5 separate regions of the Mus musculus genome follow, and all the other regions are linked to region 1. Evidence: chromatin contacts called from public targeted proximity ligation data. All regions are on one chromosome and are shown on one strand. The core of a region is the stretch at or near the end of the contact, and the rest is flanking DNA. Distances in the headings are between cores, read along the strand shown.

Region 1 (2,576 bases), core at 58-2,557:
GTTTGTCCAGAATGCTTCTTTTTCTTTTTTCATTTGTGCAATGGTAATATACTGTTTTAAACATCTAACCTTTTATGTTCATGGATTTGATTTCAAACACGAATAAAGTAATCTCTGAATATTGAAAAGGAAATCAAAAGAAATTACATATTTCATGTTCCTCAATCAAAATGCCAGGGAGTGTATTTTTTTAACTCCTTCAATTACAAAAATGTTTTGAGATTTATTTTATGAGTGTAACAGAGCTTCAGACTTAGTGGGCCCCAAGACTTTAGCACAACTGACTCCATGATGGAAGTATCATTCAGGCAGACAGCACCACCTGCCAAAGCTAAAACAGAGGCCAGGTGTACTAATCTTATTTTTGGCTTCTGTGAGCCTGCTTTTGGCTAACTGTTCTTGTTAACTGAAGAATGCCAACCCAGAACATGGTTTTTGTGTTTAAAAGCTCACTCTGAGAAAAGCTAAGTGCTACACTGAACACCCACTGTAGTTGACAGCCAGGCTAATAAAGACTTTCTATTGGCTGAAACCCCTGTGCAAGCTGTCTTCTCTATGTGTGTTTTGTCAGTATGTGTGCACATGTACCAGGTCTGTACCTCATGAGTAACAATGTCAAAAGAAGGTATTGGATCCCCTGGAACTGAGTTAATCATGGTTGTGAGCCACCATGTGGATCCTGGGAACCATCCGGGGCCCTTTGCAAGAGCAGCAAGTGCTCTCAACCCCTGAGCCAGCTCCTCAACCCCACATTACTGTTGTTGTCATTATTTTTATTTTTATTATTATATTTTGGATTTTTGAGGCAAGGTCTCTTTGCATAGCTCTGGCACCCTTGGAACTCACTATGTGGAGCTAGCCTCACAGAGATGGGCCTGCCTCTGCCTCCTGAGTGCAGGAAACAAAGGCATAAACAACTACATCTGGCTATTATTATCATCATCATCATCATTATTTATTATTATTATTTTGGAGAGAAGATCTCAAACAGTAGCTCAGGCTAACTTTAAACTTATGGCAATCCTCCTGCTTCAGCTTGTCAAATGCTAGGATTTCAGGCATGTATTACTCTTAAAAAATAGCCTTTTGGTATGATTCATGTACAAAGATTAAATGTAATTCGACATAACATGTTCTTCCATGAGGAGTGTGTATAGGCTGTCAAGGGCTGGGGAATCTGGGGCAGAGGAGCAGAGAGGCGGGAACGCAGCGGGAGGGAGGCATCTAAGTGACTACTGAGTAGTGGCATGCCCTTGGCGACGCTCTCATTAGCCAGTTACAGGAGGAGGGGCGGGGTGATCTGGCTCAGCCTGGACTCTGCGGCCATTAAACCAGTCCCCATTGCGCTGGCCTCCACTTGCCTACTTGGGGCGCGAGGAGGTTGGAGAGTTTTTTTCTGGGACCCAAGCAAAGGTGAGAAGCCCGGGTGCCTCTGCGGGTCCCCGAGGGCTGTCTGGGAGGCGGAGAGTGTTTCGGCTGCGTAAACAAGCCAGGCGAGAGCTGCCACCTGTCTGCCATCCGCCGTACGCGGAGAAAAGGAGCCAGGGGCGCACGAATGCCTGCCTGGCCAGGAACCCTGCTGGTGACCAAGGATCCCGTGAGCCGCTTCTGCCCTACAGAGAGGGATTTGTCTATTCAAGGGCAAGCTCAGGTCAGAGCGGAGGAGAGCGAGAAAGTTGGAGAAGTTTGGTGGAAGTTTCTGGAGGGCTCTGCTAAAAGCTACCCTGCTCCTGGAGACTTGCTAGAGACTTAATGAGCTTTGCTCCCCTCTGTGTCTTAGGCATCCACGCTGCTGCTAAGCTGAAATTGAAGCTCACACATCCTGGAAAATGCTAGCACCCATAGTAAGTACAGCGTGAGAAGCCAAGGGTGGGCCAGGGATGGGTGTAGTGTTTTAATGGTGACTCTTGTTTTCTCCGGGTCTGACTCGCTGTTTTGAAGAGAGGAGCTTTGTAGTGAGGAAGCTACATTTGAACCCTTGGGGGATCAGGTATGAGCTGTGGGTCAGCTGCCACCTGTTGAGCCTCAGCAGTTGGCTGCCACCCTGCTTGAAACATGCTCAATAGAAAGCAGTAGAGGGGGGGAAGTTGGGGGCTGGGTCTTCTTACCAAACCCGGACCCTGGGCAGGTTCCTGGGTCGAATGTCTGAAGTTGATTCTGCTTATTTTTGTCTTGTCAGCTGACCCATGGCCATCCCTGCTGCCAGCAAACACTCAGCTCTGGCTTTTCCTTCATTTCTTCCCTCCATCCCCCCTTCTCTTTTCTTTCTGATTTTTGTTTTGCTTTTGTTTTTGAGACAAGGCTTCAGGTAGCCCAGACTGGCCTCAAACTTCCTATTTAGCGAGGACAGTTTCTTCCTTCTGGTTTCTCTGCCCCCACCTCTTGAGTGCTGGAATTATAGGTGTGAGGCCCCATACCCAGTTTTGTGAAGCCCTCCTGCATGGTAGGCAAGCACTCTACCGACTGAGCCACATCCCAGCCCCCGGCATCTTTGTTAACCCATGATGTCTTGAGATTGGAACAGGGCAAATGTCTTCTTCATTTTAACAAGACTGTTGATTTGGTTCAGGTTTTTG
Region 2 (2,576 bases), core at 35-2,534, 1.6 Mb after region 1:
AATTTTTTTTTGTTTCATTCCCTGTAATCTAGTTCTCTCGGGGTCTCCCTCTATTAAATGAGTTACCAGCCTGGATGATCAGGGCTACTTTCTTTCTTGGTGTTAAAATCAGCGAATGCCTGGGCACTCAGGTCACTCCTCAAACTATTGTTATTGTCAAACATGTGAGATGCCTAAATTTGAAGGCATGGTTTATGTGTCCATGGCTTATGGTGAGGAACTGAGGGCCTAAATTCAATAACTGCATCTCATCTCCAAACCATTTGCTGACCTGGTACTCTCTGTTCTCAGAAGAACCAACTGAGCCTGCCAGATGCACAGCTTCAAAGGTCTCAGTTTACCATGCAGACCTCAGCTGTAATATGCAAATTTAAATATCAATCAATGAAGATGGAGTTCTTATTTTAATCTTCCTTGTCATGGGACACCAGGATGGGAATCTGAATGGAACTTTCCTTTAGTAGTCCAATCTCTTTTTCCCCTCTTTATGCTGGGGATTTGAAATTGAGGAATGAGCCCCATAGGCTCTCATGTTTGAACACTTTTTTCCTAGTTGACCGTGCTGTTTGGAGGAGGCTATGGAGTTTTTGGGACTGGAGCCTTGCTGGAGCAAGTACATCACTGGGGGTGAGCTTCAAGAGTTTATAGCTTTACTCACTACCAGTTTGCTCTCTCTATGGACTATTATGGACTTTATGGAACCATAAGCCAAATTAAACATGCTTGTCTCTAAGTTGCTTCTGGACATGATGTTTTATTATGGCAACAGAAAGTAATGCCTACAAACCCATCTCTTTGTTCCTTCTCCCCCCCCTTTTTTTCTTTGTTCCTTCTAAGGGCACTCTTGTACCAAAGGTTGTACCCCCACTTCCCTTTCTCCCTCTTGTTCCAGCCTCCCTCGCTCCGACCCCTGCTTGCCTGGCTCATGTATCTTTTTTAAAAATTAAAATAAAGCTTTCCTTCTGGTCTTAAATTCTTTGCTAGTAAGTTTTGTTAACATATTTATACTTCCTTCTCTCAAAAATTTCACAAGTATCCCATAGTACATGCCTGCAGTTAGTTGTCTCATATATCTGTGTGACAGGAGAAGATGGGGCAGAGGTTTGGCCCTTTTGGTTAATTTGTCCCTCATAATGGATGTGCCATGTGTAGCCTTCATCGGCTCTCCATAAACATCCTTTGGGATGGTAGCAAGAATAGTGGACAGAAAGGCAGGCTCTCAGGGAGAGCCTTTTCATTTCTTTGACAGCAGCTATGAGGATAGAGGGAGAAAGATTTGGCTGCTGCCAGAGAACACAGCTTTAGTATTCCTAGCCCAAATTTAACACTCTCAACAAGCAGTTGCTGGCTTAGGGACTTGGTCCCAGGGCCAATCCTTTCATTGGGCTAGCATTTGTAACAGTATAACCAACCGTCTTATTTTTAGAGATATTTTGGTCTTAAAAAACTTTGATTTATCACTGCCATAAGTAGGTTTCTGTGGAAGGATACCCAGTCCTGACCCTGACCTCTCCTCACAGCGAGAAGAGGTAGCTAAAGCCTGTGGCTTCAGACATTGACCTGAGAATTACCTGGAGGCAGCATGCAGCTTGCTAGGTCCCACCCCCAGCATTTTCTATTCAGCAGGTCTTTGTAAGCACATTGAATCTGGGGCTGTCACAGTTTTTCTCATAGAATCCAGAGTAATCCAGAGGGAGGCTGAAGAATGTGAGCTCTTTTAGCTTTCCTCTTTTTATTCAAGTGCTCAATGAATGATGAATGAGTTTCATTTATTCCTTAAACACTGGGCTGCTTGATTCTGCCCATCTGTGGATAGGCTAGGGAGATTTCAAGCAGTCTAAGAATAATTAAAATCAGTGCCCAAAAGTGAATTCACAGGCCTGATAGGTGTTTTTGAGGAAGAGGCTGCTCCAAGGAAATTCTTTCAGGGAGGTTGTGGCTATTGAATTGTCTGTGCTACACACTGAACCCTGAGCATTTAATGAGCAGCCATAACAGTTCCTTTGGTACTGTGAACTAAAATTTCCATAAAGAAGCCATGCATTTTCAAAGGCTCATTGACTAGTTAGAACTCGGGAATGTTGCAGCTCCAGAGCCTAAATTATAGACCATTTTTGGCCTGCCTTTAGCTTCATTGATTACTCATTGTGACCTCTGTATCTAGCCTACCTATGACTATTAGGTAAGAACTTTTGGAATATAAAAACAGACCCCCAGCTTCCACATCCCAAACCTACGAATGTCATCAGAATAGTAGTACCTGAGACTGATAGTAGATATTTCCTGATTTGTTAAAATTTGCCCACCTGACATAGCCACTGTTAGGCAGGAACCCCTGTTCCCCACCCCTCACACAAGCTAGGAAACCCCATCCTTTTCCCCAATCCTGCCTGCACAGAGAAAACTCCCCATTTGTTTGGAGAACATTTGGGCTAACACGCCATCACTCCTCCTCTTTTCGTTTCTGGCAACTCACCCAAGAGTGCCTACCCAGGGGCTCAGTTTTTGACCAGCTATGGATGCAATCCTAGCTGCTAGCTCACACATCATCAGCTCCCTAGCTTTAACCTGGATGT
Region 3 (2,576 bases), core at 27-2,526, 1.1 Mb after region 1:
GACAGAGAGACAGAGAGAGAGAGACAGAGACTGAGAGAGACAGAGAGAGACAAAGAGAGACAGATCCTCTAGATTAGGGTGTCAGCTCTCAGCTACAGCTATGCCTGCCTGCTGTCATAATCCCTGCCATTATGATTATGAACTCTAACCCTCTGACACCATGAGCTACAGTAAACATTTCCTTTTATAAGTTGGTTTAGTCATGTTGTGTCTTCGCAGCAATAGAAAAGCGTACACATATACATACATGCGCACACACACATCCTTCCTCCTCCTTCTCCTCTCTGGTCTTCCCTGGAAATCTGTTCCAAAGTGGGTTTGCGTGTGTGGGTCCCAGAGAGAATGAATCTTGTCTTTCAAGCTCTTTCTACCCTCACTTCACCTTTAGTATCTCCATCACTCCTACTGTAGACAATCTCAGCCTCGGAGGAGCCTGGTTACCTGACATCTTGGTTGTCACTGAAAGAAATGATTTAAAAGAAGGAAAACAGTGTCAGTGGTTTCAGTCCACAGTCCCTTGGATGCACACTTCTGTGCCTCTAGTGAGGCAGACTGTCAGGCAGAGAGGGCATGATAGAAGTGCTCACTTGGAAAGGGCCACAGCAAAGCACACTCCTCAAAGACAGTCTCCAGGGACTACTTGCTCCAACCAGGCCCCACTTTCCGGTAGCCCGTTTTTAAAGTTAGTACCCACTCTCCTGATTCACTTGCTTCTTATTGGGGTCCACTAAGTAGAGAACAAGACTTTAATACAAAACAAGGAAGACATTGCATATCCAAACAACAATCTCCAGAGAGACATCTGCTACGGTGATGTGCATAGGAGTCCACCCTTGGACAAAATGACATTTTCTTCTCTTAAGATGTGGGGGGCGGGGGGAGGCTGGAGAGATGGCTCAGCGGTTAAGAGCACCAACTGCTCTTCTGAAGGTCCTGAGTTCAAATCCCAGCAACCACATGGTGGCTCACAACCATCTATAATGAGATCTGATGCCCTCTTCTGGTGTGTCTGAGACAGCTACAGTACTTACATATAATAAATAAATCTTAAAAAAAAAAAAGATGTGTGTGTGTGTGTGTGTTTCTGCCTATGTCTGTGCACATGTATGTCCCAGTATGTGTGTCCGTGGTTCACAGAAGCCAAAAGGAGATGTTAGATCCCTCAGGGCTGGAGTTAAGGGCATTTGTGGGACACCTGTCTTGTTATCTGACTACTGGGAGTCTGAACTTCGGTCCTCATAACTGCATAACAAGCATTCTTAAGTTCTAAGTCATCTCCCTAGCCCACAGAGTTGTGCTTTCTTGAAACCAGATTGGTCGTGGCAGAACCAGGCCAGGAAGGTGGAACCTAACCAAGGTTTTATCTCAACACCGACTCCTCTATAAGCTGGTTGACTTTCTGCACATCTCTGAGCTTTTGTTTCCTTCCTGGGAAGGCAGAGCTGTTACAGCTGAAGAAGCAATGACGGAGCCTCCACACTTGAGAGGCTCAGTCTCAAGATGAAATTCAAAATGTCCCCTGTAAGTCACTGTAAGGCCCATTTGTAAGTCATGATTGGCAATATTTTCTAATTATTTTATCTGTATTGGTGTTTTGTCTGCACATATGAACATGTGCCTGGTACCCACAGGGGCCAGAATCCCGTGGAACTGGAGTTTCAGGCAGTTGTGAGCCACCATGTGGATGCTGGGAATCAAACCTGGCTCTTCTGAAAGAGTAGCCACTGCTTTTAACCACTAAACCACCTCTCCAGACCCTGATCACAGAGATATTTTCATTAGTTAGTTGGTTAACTGTTGGTTTATGGTAGTAATATTATGGGAGAGTTATGCCTCCTTTTGCTCCTAAAAATCTACATGGGGTTTCTGCCCCCCTCTAACCTACTTAGCTCTCAAGTAAACAACACAGAAACATCAGACTTTTTTAACAGGTTGCTGGCACTATGCTGGGCAGATTCTGAGCTATTCTAACCCAGCTAGGCTATTAATAATCAGATAAATACCCCATAACTTGCCATCTGAGTCTGGTTCTGTTCCATGTGTGTCCTCAGTGCTAGCTTCTCTTAGCCACATGTTTATGTTCCACCTTGCCCCATGACAATTCCCTTCTTCCGTCTCCTCCTTCTTCTCCTTGTGGTCCCTAGTTGAAATCCCCTCACTCAGTCTGGAGTTCCTCTTTCCTATCTCCCCTGCCCAGTCAGAGGCTCTAGCTTTTTATATACCAGTCAGAGACTTTTGGGAAACATTCTTTACAGCACATTGATCAATATAATACCTATGTCCAGACTGCAATCTGCTCTTGGGGTACAGAACTCACCATCTGAATACACAGCACACAAGGCCAACCCCGATATTACTTAGTACTGAGAATGTAATCCAAGACCTTGTGCATGCTAGTAAGCACTTTGTTCTCGAGACTCTAGAATTTTCTCTAAATGCAGTAGTTTAGGATATATTTGGACAGTGTCACACACGAAGGAAAAGAGCACTCTTTGAGGCTTTTGTTGGAGATATTCTTTTAAAGATTTATTTTATGTATATGAGAAGAGGCCATCGGATCCCATTACAGATGGTTG
Region 4 (2,576 bases), core at 44-2,543, 1.0 Mb after region 1:
TTGAGGACTGCTGTGAGGCTTAAAGGCCAGGCTGAACTATATAGCGAGATCCTGACTCAAACACTCAAAGAGGAGAGGAGAGGGAAGAAGCAGAAGAGAGGGAGGGGAGAGGAAGGGAGGAAGGAAGAGGCGGAGGAAGGGGAGAGGGAGAGTGTGTGTGTCTGTGTGTGTGTGTGTCTGTGTGTGTGTGTCTGTGTGTGTGTGTGTGTGTGTGTGTCTGTGTGTGTGTCTGTGTGTGTGTGTGTCTGTGTGTGTGTGTGTCTGTGTGTGTGTGTGTCTGTGTGTGTGTGTCTGTGTGTGTGTGTCTGTGTGTGTGTCTGTGTGTGTCTGTGTATGTGTGTTTAGATGCTTAAGGGCAGAAATGGACTTGAAGCCACACCCCTGACCTACTTCCTGCTGGGGACCCTAAGCTAGTTACTTAACTTCTCCGTTTCCTAACTGACAGTCCTATCAGTAGGGCCTGCCATAAGTGTGTCAACCAAGTTTCCAGCTGACTGGTAGACCCTGTCTTAGACATGTCTGTAGGAGAAAAGTAACCACAAACCACAAGACTCCCTGCCCAAGCTGGCTCTTGGGTGAAACTGAATGTACTTAATTCAGTTTGTGTTGGCTTGTTAGAATTTCTGTTTTATACAAGAAATGCACATTATTAGGTAATTAAACCGTACTCATAGAAATAAGCAAAGCCATTGGGACTGCAGAGAGAAGCCAAAGAGCAGCCGGTGGCATAAGTCCACAGGTAGATGGGAGATGGTCACTTGTGTTTGAGACTCAGACAGGGATGGCCCTGGTGTTTCCAGGAGCCCAAGGCACGGTACCTCTGAGACCATAAGGACCAGTGCTTGGGCCTTTCTGTCTGAGTGTGTTCTAACATTCTCCATGAATCTACTCAGGAGCCGGGTATGAAAGATGATCCATTGCAGGAATGCTGCCTCCCATGTGCAGGAGCACCTCTCTTGCTGGTTGTTCTCCACTCCAGGTCCTCTGAACATCAGCTCAGAGGCACTCTGGACACGCAGACCTGAGTCCTTTTCCAGATTCTCGCTTAGGAAACATGCCCTGAGCCACTAAGCCCTTTGTCCAGCAAGCAGCCTCTAGGCTCAGCCACACTCCACTCCCCAGCCCCCTCTCCACCCTATCAACAGCCTTGGCTGAGGCAGCCCTTTCAGGAGAGCTGGGCTTGGTGGGTGCACAGCATTCCCCCTGCCGGATGTTAATCTTCCAAAGAAAGTCAAACATTAGCCCAGGAAACAGCTTATGCCTTATATAAGGCACCCCAGGGGAGACACAAACAGCTTGTTAGAGCTGAGCTGTCCTACTACAGCAGCTGCTGGACCCTAGGACAGAGCACGGGCAACTGCTGCATCCAGCTCCAGCCCAACTGAATCCAGCTCCAACCACCAGGTGAGACGGGATTGAAGACCCCCAAGTCTAGCACCCAAGAACACCCCAAAGCCAGGCTTCCTCACTGTAACGCTGTAATTGGTCAAACCCCTAAAGCCTTCAGGGACCTACTTGGATTCTTCTGATACTCCAGCACAGGGGACTCACCCCAGGGAACAGCAAGGAGGCTTGGAGCTTGAGCAGATCCTTCTTAGCCCACATGAAGCAATCGGAAATGTGTATTATCCTCTCTCTCACCCTCACCCACACCCCGCCTGGGCAACCAACATCCAAATCTGGACCTTTGGTCCCTACTATGTGGCCCTGTGCCTACACATCTACGACCTATAAGCACAGGGCCACATGCCTGCATTCACATGACCTTCAAGAGTGCAGTTTAGATGTGCACATAGCACTGCATCCACACTGGTATCCCATATCCCTCTCTGCAACTGTGTACATCTTTATGCATCCACACACCAGAACCCCAAATCTTTACACATGTAACTAGGTACATCTTCATGCATGTGATTCTATGATGCTCCACAGGCCTACATACAATTCACACACACATACACACACCTCTTCTTGGCCTGATGCCTTGCCTACAGTTTTGGTTCATCTTGCCTGGTGCCATGACCTTCTCCGAGATTCTGGACCGTGTTGGAAGCATGGGCCCCTTCCAGTACCTGCATGTGACCTTGCTGGCCCTCCCAATCCTCGGAATAGCCAACCACAACTTGCTACAGATCTTCACAGCCACCACCCCTGACCACCACTGTCGCCCGCCCCCCAACGCCTCTCTAGAGCCCTGGGTACTCCCCTTGGGCCCAAACGGGAAGCCTGAGAAGTGTCTCCGCTTCGTGCATCTGCCAAACGCCAGTCTTCCCAATGACACCCAGGGGGCCACCGAGCCATGCTTGGATGGCTGGATCTACAACAGCACCAGAGACACCATTGTGACAGAGGTATGTCTGGCACCCTCTCTCCTTCCACCTCACCTTAGGTACTTCCATATACCGTGCAGCACTTGTGGATAGAAAAAACACAGGGGCCTAGATTTCCTGGGATTGAAAGAATGGGAACTGGGCAAAGAGGAAGGATCCCAGTGCTAATGCACAAGAACTGAGTGGTTTGATTCGTTCATGCCCAAGCATTCCTTCAACAATCTATAGCGTGGTATTGAGCTCCAG
Region 5 (2,576 bases), core at 51-2,550, 1.0 Mb after region 1:
AAAAAGTCATTGCTACATCTTTCCGGGGTGTTACAGAAATGTGCTGGCACATACGTTAATAATTTAATAATACTAATTAATTTAATATTAAATTTAATATAACATTTAATAATTTAATAATAAGCACAGCTGTCATGGAGTTCATACCATGGTCATTCTCAATAATTTTAAAACATCTCACTGCCAGACAGTAGTGGCACATGCCTTTAGTCTCAGCACTTGAGAGGCAGAGGCAGACGGATCTCTATAAGTTCAAGGCCAGCCTGGTCTAGAAAGCAACTTCCAAGACAGCCAAGCCTACACAGGAGAGAGAGAGGCAGAAGTGGGCAGATCTCTATGTGTGTGAGGCCAACCTAATCCTCATAGCAGGTTTCAGGTGAGCCAGACCCTGTGTCAAAAAAAAACAAAACAAAACAAAACAAAACAAACAAACAAAAAAACAAAAAAAAATTTTTGTGTGTGCCAGGCAGTGGTGACCCACACCTTTAATCCCAGCACTTGGGAGGCAGAGGCAGGCAGATTTCTGAGTTCGAGGCCAGCCTGGTCTACAAAGTGAGTTCCAGGACAGCCAGGACTACACAGAGAAAAACCACCCTGTCTTGAAAAACCAAACAAAAAAAAAAAAAAGAAAAGAAAAGAAAAGAAAAAAAACAAAAAAAAATATTTTTGTGTGTCTATAATCCCCAAGGACTGGAGAGGCCGGGTAAAAGGATCACCAGTTTAAGAACAGCATGAGTTACGTAGTGAAAGTTAAAATACGGAGAGAGGAAAAAAGAAAGGGGAGGGAAGGGGAGAAAGAGGGAGAAGGAGAGGGAGATAGGGAAAGGGAGAGAGGGGAGAAGGAGAGAGGAGGAGGGGAAAAGAGGGGAGAGGGAGAGGGAGAGGGAGAGGGAGGAGAAACACGCGAAACAAGAATAGGAAGAAAAAAAAAAAAAAAATACTGATTCTCCCTGCAATATCCAGAAGAACCAACACCCCTCACATACCCAACCTAACCACAGCCCTTCATCTGAAAGGAAGGGTCCTTAGCAGTATCGGTAATACTGTAACAGACATTCAGGAAATACTATTTACAAAGGAGTCTTGTCCCACACATATAGCTTTTCCACTCTGCTGATCAAGCTCCCTGTATTTGTTGTCACCTGACTTTCTTCCCAGGTGCAGCTATCCCAGGGCTGCGACCCCTTCGGTTCATTTAATCAGTTAGAGAAGCCACAATTCCATACTTCCACACGATGTCACTGTCGAGCTAGTCTGGCGGGGCTGCGGGGGTGAAGGTGGGGGGCACCTAGCCGCTGCTGGGCACAAAATTTGCGCTCTGGCCCTCCTCAGCGTCCAGTACAATGCAAGAAGCTGTCCTCTCTCGCGCTCCCCTGAACCCTACACACCGATACAGAGATTGGGCAGAAGCGGGGACGAGGGGAGTGAGGCTGGCTGGCTATGCAGCCTCTTGAACTACTTGCTTCTCCTGAACTACCCAGAGAGTCAACCTCAGTCTGTTAATTCCTCGCCTCAACTTTTGTCCCAGAGGGAACACCTCCCATCTCTTTCTGAGGAAGGCTGACCTGCTGGTCGAAGGGTGGCCGGCCCTTCCCTGGAGACCACATTAGACACAGGGGCCCATGGGACCTTAGCGGGTCTTGAAGGAAACGTCATGCCATTTCTTTCTACAGAAAAGATGACACAAAAATATGCATCTCTGGAAGGTGCACACACCACTTACCGGGGAAATACAAGTTAAAGGGGCAATCTCCTGGCAACCCAGAAAGCCTCCTGCAAAAGTGGAAGGAAGGGAAATCCCAAATAACTACTAAAGCAGAATGTAACATTCAGCAAGCTACCAAGAGACTGCAAAGAGAAAAAAACTCTCCCCATTTATTGTAGCCAAGCAGAAAGTGCCCCCATTCGAAACACTGTAGATGGAAGGGTGGATGGGTGGATGATGGACAGATGGACAGATAACAAAGAAAACCCTGACTTCACAGAAAGTCTATCCAAGTCTGGTAATTGTACTGGCCACCTATGTTTAATGCCCTTATTCAGATGAAAACCCCCTTTTCCCTGTGAATAAGACCAAAAGTAGGTAGGAAGGTAATCTGGAGCAAGGCCCAACTGAGGTTAGGCTAGGACACTGGCAGAAACTGGGTCATAGGGCACTGAAGTCCTTGCTGGTTAAATTTCAAAGAGATGCTTCAGGAGGTCTTGTGAAAACACTTTAGGGGAGGAAAACTGGAAGAAGGACTTAGTTTGCTTCTGAAAGGATTTACAACCATTAGCAAGAGGCAGGTGAGTCTCTGAAATACCAGACTCTACTCTAAGAGGGAGCTGGGGAAAGCTTTTGGCTTCTTCTCAACAGAGACAACTAAACTGTTTTCTCTCCTTAAGTTGGTTTGGGACTGCCCCCACACAGCCTTCCCCTCCCCTTTCCTGGAGGACCAGGAGCATGAGAGGACAAAGGTGAACTCGGGAGGAACCACACCAACCATAGCACCACTGCTCCCTGGAAATCTGTCCCCGATTAAGCTAGGCCTTTGTCAAGCTGGCTGGAACATGCTGGAGGAGAAACAAATATTTAG

The links.
Region 2: a contact with region 1 is called in a targeted proximity ligation map of astrocytes, with 4 times the contacts expected there. A contact is called at or near these places in 4 of 39 promoter capture datasets (the HPC-7 cell line, cranial neural crest, hippocampal neurons and 1 more), 1 of 130 datasets of targeted methods (astrocytes) and 2 of 9 other capture datasets (adipose tissue and liver).
Region 3: a targeted proximity ligation map of pancreatic cancer cells shows a contact between it and region 1. A contact is called at or near these places in 6 of 39 promoter capture datasets (the C10 cell line, cranial neural crest, embryonic stem cells and 3 more), 3 of 130 datasets of targeted methods (embryonic stem cells and pancreatic cancer cells) and 2 of 9 other capture datasets (embryonic stem cells and liver).
Region 4: a contact with region 1 is called in a targeted proximity ligation map of embryonic stem cells, with 7 times the contacts expected there. A contact is called at or near these places in 5 of 39 promoter capture datasets (the C10 cell line, cranial neural crest, embryonic stem cells and 2 more), 1 of 130 datasets of targeted methods (embryonic stem cells) and 1 of 9 other capture datasets (macrophages).
Region 5: a targeted proximity ligation map of stem cell-derived neural progenitor cells shows a contact between it and region 1, with 8 times the contacts expected there. A contact is called at or near these places in 9 of 39 promoter capture datasets (the C10 cell line, the HPC-7 cell line, cranial neural crest and 6 more), 3 of 130 datasets of targeted methods (embryonic stem cells, large pre-B cells and stem cell-derived neural progenitor cells) and 1 of 9 other capture datasets (liver).

Annotation. Positions count from the first base shown.
Region 1 is chr19:7,556,152-7,558,727 of GRCm38.p6, forward strand. It overlaps Plaat3 (phospholipase A and acyltransferase 3), which reads left to right and starts at 1,308. Exons shown (of 5, transcript NM_139269.2): 1 at 1,308-1,413; 2 at 1,781-1,844. The coding sequence starts at 1,830.
Region 2 is chr19:9,142,112-9,144,687 of GRCm38.p6, forward strand. No RefSeq gene overlaps it. Among named protein-coding and RNA genes, the nearest start is that of Asrgl1, 7.8 kb to the left of the region's middle.
Region 3 is chr19:8,687,340-8,689,915 of GRCm38.p6, forward strand. No RefSeq gene overlaps it. Among named protein-coding and RNA genes, the nearest start is that of Chrm1, 25 kb to the left of the region's middle.
Region 4 is chr19:8,591,889-8,594,464 of GRCm38.p6, forward strand. It overlaps Slc22a8 (solute carrier family 22 (organic anion transporter), member 8), which reads left to right and starts at 1,294. Exons shown (of 11, transcript NM_001164635.1): 1 at 1,294-1,404; 2 at 1,995-2,351. The coding sequence starts at 2,019.
Region 5 is chr19:8,568,396-8,570,971 of GRCm38.p6, forward strand. No RefSeq gene overlaps it. Among named protein-coding and RNA genes, the nearest start is that of Slc22a8, 23 kb to the right of the region's middle.